3 separate regions of the Sus scrofa genome follow, and regions 1 and 2 are each linked to region 3. The links are chromatin contacts, called in public HiChIP or PLAC-seq maps. All regions are on one chromosome and are shown on one strand. The core of a region is the stretch at or near the end of the contact, and the rest is flanking DNA. Distances in the headings are between cores, read along the strand shown. Region 1 has its middle 64 kb from the start of CYSLTR2. Region 2 has its middle 110 kb from the start of CYSLTR2. Region 3 has its middle 80 kb from the start of FNDC3A.

Region 1 (4,010 bases), core at 1,444-3,943, 110 kb after region 3:
TCCATTCTGCATTGCAAATAAGGCTCTCGTTCCATCTGCCCCCCCCCACCCCGAATCCTGTTCCCTCCCCAGCCCAGCCCTGGAGGGAACGAATGTTATCAGACTGCTCTGCAGCCTTCTCTCCTCTTTTCTGCGCATTTTCTGCATTTACGTTATACCGTCTGCTCTATTTTTGTTTTGATTCTCCAGTTTTTTATTGTGATGAAATACATTTATAAAATTTACCATCTCAGTCATTCTTAAGTGAACCATTCAGTCGTATTTCAAGTCATTCATAATATTGTTCACCCATCAGCACCATCCATCTCCAGAACTCCTTCCCTCTTCACACGCTGAAGCTCCATACCTGTTAAACATTCACTCCCCATTCCCCAATCCCTCCACTCCCTGGCAACCATGCTTCTGCCTCCTGTCTCTATGATTTGAGCTATTCTAAGTGCCTCATATAAGAGGAATCATACGGTGTTTGGTGTTTGTCTTTTTGTGGCTGACTTCTTTCACTCAGGGTAATGTGCTGAAGAGTCATCCACATTGTACCATATGTCAGAATTTCCTTCCTTCCTTTTTTCTTTTTTTTTTGGAGGGGGGCTCTGCCTGAAGTATGCGGATGCTCCAGAGCCAACCAGATCCTTAACCCACTGAGCCACCAGGGAACTCCAGAATTTCCTTCCTTTTTAAGGATGAATAATATTCCATTATATTAACATACACATTTTGCTTCTCTCTTTATCCACTGATGGACACTTGGGGTGCTTCCATGTTTTAGCTGTTACGAGTAATGCTACTATGAATACAGGTGTACAAAAGTCTTCAAGACCCTGCTTACAGGGTATCAGTGAGCTAAGATTTGTAATACTTAGCACGGTCCCTGGCCCATCATAAGTGAGGATGATTGTCGGCTCTTATTTCTCCTACTCTACCCCTCTAAGCTCATCTGTAGATGGGTTATTCTATTAAAGACCTTGTGGGATGTAGATCATTTTGTTATTACTGCAGGGTGTGTGTGCTTTTGAGAGATGTCAACACCCTTTGTGCTGTGTTTCTAAACCAGCCTTTTGAAAGAAGCCACTGTGATATGGGCTCCTATCTCGTAAGACCACTGATGCTTTTAATTTAGTATACCGAATATGTGTATGAATCCTACCAGTAAGTCTTTCCTGAAAGAACCACTTCTCTGTCTACCTGTAGATACCTACTCTTTCAAAGGTTTTGCATATAAGAAGCTAAAATTAATATCATCAAAACGGCAATTTTCTTTTCTTTTCTTTTTTTTTTTGTCTTTTTGCCATTTCTTGGGTGGCTCCCATGGCATATGGAGGTTCCCAGGGTAGGGGTCCAATCAGAGCTATAGCCGCCGGCCTACGCCAGAACCACAGCAACGCGGGATCGAGCTGCGTCTGTGACCTACACCATAGCTCATGGCAATGCCGGATCCCTAACCCACTGCGCAAGGCCAGGGACTGAACCCGCAACCTCATGGTTCCTAGTCGGATTTGTTAACCACTGAGCCACGACGGGAACTTCTGCAATTTTCAAATAAAGTGAATTGGGCTTATTCACATGGTCTATTTAAGGAAAAGGAATACCTTGTTCCACTTTGTTTTGGCCGCAGCTGCGGCCAAGTGGAAGTTCCCAGGCCAAGGATCGAACCTGTGCCACAGCAGTAACCAGAACCACTGCAGTGACAATGCTGGATCCTTAACCCAGTGGGCCACCAGGGAAATCCAACATGGTTCCATTTGAAAAGAGGAACTCAGGCTATCATGGAGTGGTGAGAACATGACTGGGAGTCAGGGAGCTCCATTGAATCCTGCCCCTTATTAGCCCTGAAAGACCCTTAATATTTCTGAGCCTCACTATTCTTATATTTACCTCATAAGGTTGTTCAGAAGATTTAAAATAATGTATGGAAGCGCCACACACGTAGGCATCCTTAAATAATGTTCATTCTTGTCTCCCTTCCGGTGTCATTCCGAAAGTACCATCTATTCCTTGAGTATCAGCTCTGAGCCAGCAGGCACTTTTACAGGCTATGGGGTAAAGGGACGCCTCAGAGCTAGTCCCACCTTCAGAGGGATTTTTAGCGAGCGAGAAGGGCCGTGGCTAAGTGAGCTCAAGAGATTGATATGTGCAATAATAGCACCATGGCCAGGACCCGCCCATCCCAGCACAGGAAGCAAGAGAGGCCTTCACAGAGGTGTCCCTAGAGCTGGGTCGTGAAGGAGGAGAACAAGTTTACCAGACAGGTAAGAAGAACGGGTATTAAAAAAAAGCCAAGACAGAAAGAGCATGGAGTGTTATAAAGAGAATGAGCGTTTCTCTTGCTTTTAGAGAAGGCCTGGCCCAGCATTCTCACAGCATCTCCTTTGGCTGGCATCTGTTCAAATCTCTGGGCATTGCATTCAGTAAGGAAGCCAGGAATTATTAATGCCCATCACAGGCTGGGGCCTGGAGCTCCATTTGAGAGCCGGGCCTCTACATCTACCTGAAAAGGCGTAGCTTGTCCTTCTCTCTCTGTTAGCTTTTCACGGGGAGAACTAAGTAAATCACCATGATGGTGTCACTGTGGATCACCAGAGATTTTTCTCTCTAGAATCCTATCATTTAATCTCATTTCTAAAAGTGGTGCTCAGGTGTTGTGGGGGTGGATGCTGCCCATAATAACAAATGATCCATGATTCTCTGGCACATATAGTAGGGAGTCACCTAGTGGACAGAAAAGTCTCTTCCTCCAGGTCCATTTATAATAAAGAACATTCCAGAACGTGTTCAATTTGTCATTCAAAGTGGCCATGCCCAAATATAGTTCCTATGTCCCTCTACACTTTTATAAACCTCTGGCATTTGCCAGCTGCCGCTGCTGGAACAGAAATGTTTATATCCAGGCAGGACAGAAACATGATAGAAAATAAAGAGGCTGAAACCCCAGTAAAAAATACTGAAAGAGAAAATGCACAATCAGTTTTGTTCCGTGTATTTTTAAAGAAATTCCAGTCCAGTTGTAGCTGAGAGATGACTCATCCTGTCTTCAGAAGCACCAAGAGGAATGAAGCAGGAGGGATGAGCAAAACCAAGATTCTGTTTTACATAATCCTCATTTTCATGCAAAGAGCTCTTTGCACAGCTCATGAAATTAGCCAGCAATTTAACTACCTCATTATTTAGAGTGTCAGGCAAAGTGCACAAGATTTTTCTGGATAAGGATTATGACAGCCGGCCAGTAAGAAGACTGTCATAGACCATATCCTGCTCCCTAGAACACCAGGGAAGTGTCAAAGCGCCCTCAAAAGCCTGGGGAGAGTGACACACACCAGTCTTTTGACTGGCGCAGAGACCCACTTAAATGACCTCAGCGAAGGGGCCCCGGGGGGTTATCAGTGGTTCACAAACTGGACGACACATTCACCTCAGCTGAGGAGTTTTTAAAGCTTCTCAGATCTGGGTTTCACTCCCGAGGTTCTCGTTTAGTAAGTCTGGGGTGTGACTTGGGGGTCAGGATGTTTTGTAAGTCCCCAGGTAATGCTGACATACAGCCGAGTGTGAGAACCACTGGTAACTCGCAACTGGAACTGGAAGCCAACGATGCCCGGCAGCCGAGCACTCAGGGCTACCCCCCATCGCATCAGGCGCCAGGCGGTCTGTGTGCAGGGCGCCCCCTAGAGCGCGTTTCCAGCCGGGTGCGCCGCGGGGCACAGGACGACCCCCCCCCCACCCCCCGCCCTTTCCCTGGGAGACCCACTGGGTGTTACTGAAGTCGTCGGCGCTGCCTCATTACAGCTCTGTTCCTCGTCAGCCTCTCATTTCCCAATCTCAAATTCCTAAGGAAGGCGGGTGGCCGGATCACTTTTTGAAGATGGGTGACAAAAACCTCTCGCTTCTGACCAGCCCAGTCCATCCCCGGTGGCCATGAAGGGACCAGCGCCCTGGGCACAGTATCGTCCCTCAGGAAGCGTGAGGAGGAAGGCGATGACCGGTGGCTTAAACATAATGAGCTTGGCAGAAGCTGATGG
Region 2 (3,682 bases), core at 281-2,780, 68 kb after region 3:
TGAGAATTTCATCACCAGACCTGAGACTTTAAGCCGGGTGACGTGGGTTTTTGAGTGGGCAGGCTGCTGCCTTACATGGCTGAGCAAATAAATACTGGAAGCCCCATAGTTAAGTTTCACACTTAAAGGCTTGGCCTCTCTGACAGCCTACTGGTCATAGCTGACACCCTAAGATGCATGAGAAGTAGAGTGGGGACCCGCGAGGTATCTTTTGTCCATGTTGTTCTCATATCTACTGTGATGCTTCAGAGAGCTTGTGAGGGGAACTGATTGGTACCCATGAGTTTCATGGTCTCCATCTGCAAGCCCAGCCCAGGTGTGCTCGTTCCAGGGCCTGAAAAGTCTTTCAGTGATTTCTTGTGGTTCTTAGGACAAGGCGGACTCCTGAGTGTGTCCCTTGGCTGGCTTTCAGGCTCCTGTCCTGTCTTGCTTCCCCTCACTCCCTTTGTCCAGACACAATGACTTTTCAGTTGCCCCAAGCTCTTCTCTTAGCCTGAGATGCTCGTTTCTGCTCTTCTCCGCTGTGTAAGTTCTGCTCACCTTTCTTTTTCTTTTTTCTTTTTTTTTTTTTTTTGTCTTTTTGCCATTTCTTGGGCCACTCCTGCGGCATATGGAGGTTCCCAGGCTAGGGGTCGAATCAGAGCTGTAGCTGCCAGCCTACGCCAGAGCCACAGCAACGCAAGATCCGAGCCGCGTCTGCAACCTACACCACAGCTCACGGCAACGCGGATGTTAACCCACTGAGCAAGGGCAGGGATCAAACCCACAACTCATGGTTCCTAGTCGGATTCGATAACCACTGTGCCACGACAGGAACTCCTGCTCACCTTTCTGATCTCAGCGCAAGTGCCGTTTCTTCAGAGAAGACTTTCCTGATCTGTCTGGCTTATCAGATCTCATTGTGTAGTTTGTATAGCATTTTATATCTCTTCTTAACATTGGTCACCATTGCACTTTGCATGTATGTGTAATGATTTGATCACTATCTGTTGCTCTGTGAAAGCAGGGACTGTGTCTTGTTTGGCCTTGTGCTTGGCCGTGGAGGCACTCAATAAATGTAATGAGTGAATGAATGAGGGCCCTTGATTGGTTATAAAGAGGAATCATTGCATAACTGGCATTTTCTTTTCTCCTTGGATGGGGTTTGGCTTTTTATCAGCAAGTATTTATTGCGCTTCTATGAAGCAGAGAGTATTGTTGTTTGCCTTTATATATATTTGTAATAGTCCCATGGCATGTGGAATACGAATACCCTGCTGTGAGTCTTAGGAAGACAAATGAGGTGTAGAGAAGAGGTCGATCTTCTTCATCTTCCTTATGAAACATGCCAGAGTAAGATAAGTAACCAGAGACCAGCAAGCATAGAATGAAATCACTTCCAAAAATAACACAGAAGACAAGTTAGTGATGAAGCTCAGAGTGATGGAGGGAGCGTTATCAACCGTTTCCTCTTCCTCCGCCACTTTGTGCGTTTTTGTCAAGAATTTCTCTGTTCTAGACAAGTGCAGTCTGACCTGGTGACTCACCGCAGGTGGTACAGAGTCAGCATTACATAATACATCGCAGGCAGCCAGTGTAAGCTGGTGTAAGGGTCTGTCTCCAGGAGAGAGGGAGGGAAGCCCTTCTACAGCAGGGCGCTGGAGAGGGTCAGCATCTGCAGGCCTGGGGCCCAGACAAAGGGAGCAGGCGTCTCATTCCCCTTCTGCAGCCGAAGCTGGTTTAGAGACAGGCCCTGTTTTCACCACTCATCTGTGTGGACAGCATTTCCTTGACCGAATGGTTGTGTAACAGGAAAAGTGATTCAAGGGGAATTTAAGGCAGCAGGCTTGTTTACCAAATATTAACTTTGGTCCGAGCGCCAAGTCACTGACGTGGGCCATATGCAGCAACACAGTTTCGTTGGCCACAGCAGGCGCTGTGCACACCAACCTCCGGGAGGGCTCCTGGGAAGGAGGTTTGGCCTGTACAAAGAGCCAGGAATGAAGGCTGAGCCTGAAACCGTCCCCGATGGGCAGTGGAGCAAGAGTGAAGGACTCACTTTATAAACGCCTGATGCCTGTTGAATGGTATGTGTGTCTTACTGGAGAAATACCATGCATCTTAACAGCATTTTTTGTGGAGAACATGCTGTTTTGTTGACTGCTAAACCAGAAGCTTAAGAAAACACACACACGCTCTTATTTATCCCAGATGTCTACTGGAAACCCAGTGTACTAAACTGGGGAGCCTATTTAATGCCCGGAAAGGTATTTGTCATTTGGACTTGATTTACAGGGATGGTAGTAGACTCTATCCTCACACTTCACATTTATTAAACATTTTGCAGATTATAAAATTGGTTGTTGATATAGTTAAAAAAAATCCCAAATCCGAGTTCCCATCATGGCGCAGCAGAAATGAATCCAACTAGGAACCATGAGGTTGTAGGTTCGATCCCTGGCCTCGCTCAGTGGTTGGGGATCGAGCATCGCCATGAGCTGTGGTATAGGTCACAGATGCAGCTTGGATCTGGTGTTGCTGTGGCTGTGGTGTAGGCTGGCAGCTGTAGCTCTGGTTGGACCTCTAGGCTGGGAACTTCCATGTGCCGCAGGTGTGGCCCTAAAAAAAAAAATCCCAAATCATTGATGATTCAGCCCAAGATTGAAACTCTTTTAAGAGATGTGAAGTAAGAAGTGAACCAAGGTAATTAGGAGTTTTTAAGATGTAATGGAAATGTGGAGTTGTGATCATTTTAGAATCAAAAGGTCAGTCATGGATTTTGAAACACAAGATAATGGGTAGAAAATGGTCATTTGTTGCTTTTGGCTGTTCACCATCAATGCTCTTTGACAGCATCCTGATTTCATTGGAGGGAACTGTCCTTCCCTGGTGTGTGTGTGTGGTCCTGATGGGGCAGAAGACACATCCCTTCCTCTAAGGAACCTGAAAGGAACCCATCCTCCCTCTTTCTGATCTGGGCTCAACTAATCAGACTCACTGTCATAGGAATTGGAATCTTGAGCAAGTGCTGAAACAACACGAGAAATGGACAGTCATCACAGGGACCAGGGACAGTGGCCAATCAACCCACCTTCATGGGTTGTAGCTCTTTTTGCATCTGGTCTCTGGGTTCCCTTGGTTCCGTCAATTTTAATGGTTTAATGCCTCCAGTCTCCTGTTGATTCTCTGAGCCCTTATGTCCTTCCACAAATTCCTTTGGCTTAATATGGTCAGCGTCGATGACTAGTATACAAATGGTAAATTAGGATGAAGAAGGCTCGAGGTGGCATCACGTTAAAAACACATTCAGGGCAGGAAAAGGCAGGGCGGGGGCAACTCAGGGCCAAAGTCAGAGGATGTTTCTGGGTCAGGAATCCAGGAGGCTTCGAGAAAGGACAGGTGTGAAACTTCTCAGGTTCCAAGGCAGACTTCAGACTCAGAAAAGAGCTACCTTATTTCCCCTACTGAATGATCAAGGACACAGAGAAAACAGCATTACTATGGCAGCCATACAGAAACAACTCAAGTTTTTTTCATAGTGGAATAAATATGGAAAATAAGATACACTATGTTTAGAAGAATTCAAAAAGTGAATGGCAGGAGATGAGGCAACACAGTTATAACCCAATAGGAAGCAGCTCCCTCCCACTCCTGGCTGGAGGGACAGTGGAAGGAGGTGGTAGAGCTATGGTGGTAGTTGGGT
Region 3 (3,710 bases), core at 632-3,131:
AACAAAAAGGCTGAAAAGTGGGCTGACCTCCCCATACCAGGAAAGCTCTTGGTGGTACCTCTAGAGTTTTAATTCACAGCTGTGCATCTTCCATTATTTTCCATTGTGTTCTTAAGATCCTAAAATAATATGACTAAAATTATTCACCCCTAGGTCTTTTCTGGTCATTGTTTGATATTCAATGTAGGGTTATTTTAAAAGTTATATTTAATGCACTTGCTCAGTGACTTCAAAAGTTGCAACTTCCATCCCATGGCAGCAGGAATGACTGGTTGGGCTCCCAGGCTTGATGCAGTTGACATACTGATGCCTGTTGCTCCCTCCTACACAGACTCCTTGGGTAGCACACAAAAAAAGTTAGGGGGCCTAAGGTACCTATAAAATGAAGGCACATCTGACAGCTTGCACTCTTTGAGCTAGATCACAGGAGCAAGGAAGAGACCTTTCAGAAGGTGTTACTGGATTTCTCTTGGTTTAATAGAGATTTTTTGTTGGAAATGCATCCAAAGGACAAAAGTGAGTAGCTGGTTGCTCGTCAGCAGGCAATTTGGTGGCTGCACCAGCTGCAGAACATATACGATCACACAATAAAACACATTTACATTTCTCTATATATTATAGAAATGGAAATGTGCAGTGGAAGTTAACGAGTATGGTTCTTCTGCAACATCTTCCTGCCATTCCTGATCAAAGCTTGTCGTTAGAGCTGCACATCTACCTGCGAAGGGTGAAGATTTGGGAACACTAGGGTTTACATCTCTGCTCTGCACCAACATGTATGACCCTGAGCATGTTACTTCATATTTCTGTGTCTCAGATTCATCATCTAAAAGAAAGAAGTAATACATTGATGCCTCATAAATCTATATTTCAGCCCAGATTTAACTCCTAAGTTCCCCACCTTTATGTTCAACTGCCTTTTGGACACTGAGTAGGTGTTTCATGGGCAACTCAAGTTCATTTGTCTAAAATAAAACTCATCTCCACCGCTAGTCCCAATAAAACAAAATATCGCTCCTCCTGCAGGTTTCCTAGGTTTCCAAACAATCTCATAAGCCAGAAACTCGGGTGGAGTCTTTGACTTCATCTTCTGCCTCACTCCATTTTTGGCTCATCACTGTGTCCTATCAATGTTATCTGCTATCTCTCCATCCTCACTTTCACCAGGTAGTCTAATTTTAAGACCTATGCTCCTCATTACCATGCTGAGCTAACATCATAATCAGAACAGTCTTTCAGGAAAATTAATCTGAGTTGAAAGTCCAGATGGAATAGAAAGGAAAGAGCCTAGAAATGTGGTCCTCAACTGGGAGACTACTGTGATTATCAAAGAAAATAGGTATTTGATGGAAATCAAGACCTCTGACCTGGAGAGTAACTACTAAGCTATTTCTCAAAGTATCTTTGATTACTATTACCGGCTATTGAAGATTTGGATGGGCAGGTTATTGGTCTTTAACAATAAAGTATTTCTCATATTGCAATAAGCTCTATGTCTTGGTCAAGAGTCCAGAAGGAAATTAGTCATGGTCATAGTCCCATATGGCCTCCCAAATGGGGAGAACTGGGCCAACTGAAGATTGTTTGAGCCTTCGTTCCAATGTTTAATTTCGGTTTTCCTGCAGCACTTCAACATTTATTTTTATATCAAAACATGTACCACTGTGTTCAAAAGAGGAAGGAGAATGGATCAAGATTTTCTGCCTTTGAGGTAAGCTAACAAGTCAGTGATAATTGAAATGAGAAATCTTGGTGCAGGAAGAGAGAACTGATTGTGCTCTGTCCTTGGTAGAATTTTGAGTCATTTATGCAGTATAGAGTCTGGAGAATTCTAGTGAGTCATGCATTGCTAACTATGGAAGAAAAATGTATTTTCTAAAGCCGTCTGCTATTACTCATGTTTTTCAGTGAGCATCAGCAGATGCTGGTACCCTATTGACTGGTGATCTAATAGAAAGTTTCTCAGAGACAGACAGATCTGACACAATTTTCCTCTAAGTCTGATAAATCTGGCACAAGTCCTTTTATTTGGCTTGCAAGATGTTTGCATTAACATTGTGACTTATTTTTGGCTTGGTGTTGAAAGGATTGTTTAGTAACAGAAACGCAGCATTTGGATTTTGTGACAACCAGGAGGAATGCTCTTATTTTATAATGAAACGATAGGACAAATGTTCTTTACAGTGATTCATTCCTCATGTGGGAAACAGTTCTTTTTATATATATCCTTTCTCCATTGGATACACGAAGCTGTTTTACCTTCAATATTTAGGCAGAATCTCTAGCAAGTGATTTGGGAACAATATCTAAATGATAAAGACAGGTTCCTCTGCAAAAGAAGCAGTATTGAAACTCTAGGATTGAATGTTAGGAACCACTTGGGTTCTGTTCCTAACTGGGTCAGAGTTTGCGTATAACCTTGAGCTATTCACTTCATCTTTTTTAAACTTAGGTTTTTTGTCTGAAATAGTCAGAAAATTGCTTACCTATTTAGCCAAGGCAGAAACAATTTCCTGATAGGAAGATGACTCAGCAGCCTAGGGAGGCAATGAGGCCTCTTATCCTGGAACTCTTCAGGGAGACGGAGGCAGCCAGCTGCCTGAATGGATTAAAGTGTGGTGCTTAAAGACTGGAGACCAGACCACACAAATGAAGCCTGGCCTAAAGGAAGACTAAAGAGACCGAGTCATGGAGGGCATGCTATCTGCCAGGCGCTGAGCTAGATCCCGGGAGATAACGGTGAACCAGACATACCCAGAGTTTCTGCCCGTATGAAATTTACTATTGAGGCTGTTTGTGCATGTTTGAGACTGTTCAGAGAGAGGTTCTATTTTATTATGTGGATCTGAGGTTTTTTTTTTAATATGGAATCATGCAGGATCACTGCTCTAGAAACACAATAATACAATTGTGGAAGTGTTATGGGAGAAGAGTCTGGTATTGTATGGGGTATTGCTAAAACAGGGCTTGACCCATCAGCTCTGGTGGGAGCAATGGAGTCATGCTGGCATTGCTTATTACCTGAGACGAGGGTGTGGGGAGAGTTTTAACATGTCTTCTATGGACTTACGGGTCCAAGTTAATGGGTTCTCCTCTCTACTGCCCCCAGAGGGGCTTTTTACCAATCTGCTGATGTCCAACGTGGAGAATGATTGCAGGGCTGCAGCAATTTAATGGATTCTGTACACACAAGCTGTCCCTGTTCTTGCATGGTCAGGGGCATGTCCAGGGTTGGTGTACAGGCAGTGTAGTGGCATCAAGGTTTTGTTTATAGCTCACATACAAAGCAGTGGTTCTTTCTCCCATAAGAAATTTGAAATGCTCCTTCCCTTGCTGTTGTGTGTGTTGCTTGCATAGGGGGAAAGACACCTTAAGTGCTGAGATTAGGGAGGTGGAGAGAGAGCTGAAGCACATCTAAAGGGTCTTAGAGCAGATGTCAGCTGTCTGGGGTATCTCAAGTTTTTCAGTGTTATTGGCCCATCTATTCCATTATAACTTTTAAAAATTACAAAATTCACTTTATTGTGATGTTCAGGAATGGAACCTGTAATATCTCAGAGATCTGCCTGGACCCAAAGAACGGAAAGCAGAGCCTTGAATAGATATTTGTAAACCCATATTCACAGAAGCACTATTCACAATAGCCAAAAGGTGGAAGCAACCCAAGTGTCCACTGACAGATCAATGGACAAGAAAATGTGGTCTAAACA

Evidence for each region. HiChIP or PLAC-seq counts read pairs in DNA pulled down with a chosen protein or histone mark.
Region 1: an H3K27ac HiChIP or PLAC-seq map of alveolar macrophages shows a contact between it and region 3. The contact joins two enhancer-like sites. A contact is called at or near these places in 3 of 47 Hi-C or Micro-C datasets (all in embryonic fibroblasts) and 1 of 2 datasets of contacts at active chromatin or transcription factors (alveolar macrophages).
Region 2: an H3K27ac HiChIP or PLAC-seq map of alveolar macrophages shows a contact between it and region 3, with 2.0 times the contacts expected there. The contact joins two enhancer-like sites. A contact is called at or near these places in 3 of 47 Hi-C or Micro-C datasets (adipocytes, embryonic fibroblasts and heart right ventricle) and 1 of 2 datasets of contacts at active chromatin or transcription factors (alveolar macrophages).

Annotation. Positions count from the first base shown.
Region 1 is chr11:18,945,403-18,949,412 of Sscrofa11.1, forward strand. No RefSeq gene overlaps it. Among named protein-coding and RNA genes, the nearest start is that of CYSLTR2, 64 kb to the right of the region's middle. Within about 2 kb of position 2,694, at least 21 of the 83 cell types and tissues checked have an H3K27ac peak or open chromatin away from gene starts, as enhancers often do. A contact at or near this core is called in alveolar macrophages, where this site is marked.
Region 2 is chr11:18,904,046-18,907,727 of Sscrofa11.1, forward strand. No RefSeq gene overlaps it. Among named protein-coding and RNA genes, the nearest start is that of CYSLTR2, 110 kb to the right of the region's middle. Within about 2 kb of position 1,531, at least 25 of the 83 cell types and tissues checked have an H3K27ac peak or open chromatin away from gene starts, as enhancers often do. A contact at or near this core is called in alveolar macrophages and embryonic fibroblasts, where this site is marked.
Region 3 is chr11:18,835,655-18,839,364 of Sscrofa11.1, forward strand. No RefSeq gene overlaps it. Among named protein-coding and RNA genes, the nearest start is that of FNDC3A, 80 kb to the left of the region's middle. Within about 2 kb of position 1,882, at least 4 of the 83 cell types and tissues checked have an H3K27ac peak or open chromatin away from gene starts, as enhancers often do. A contact at or near this core is called in alveolar macrophages and embryonic fibroblasts, where this site is marked.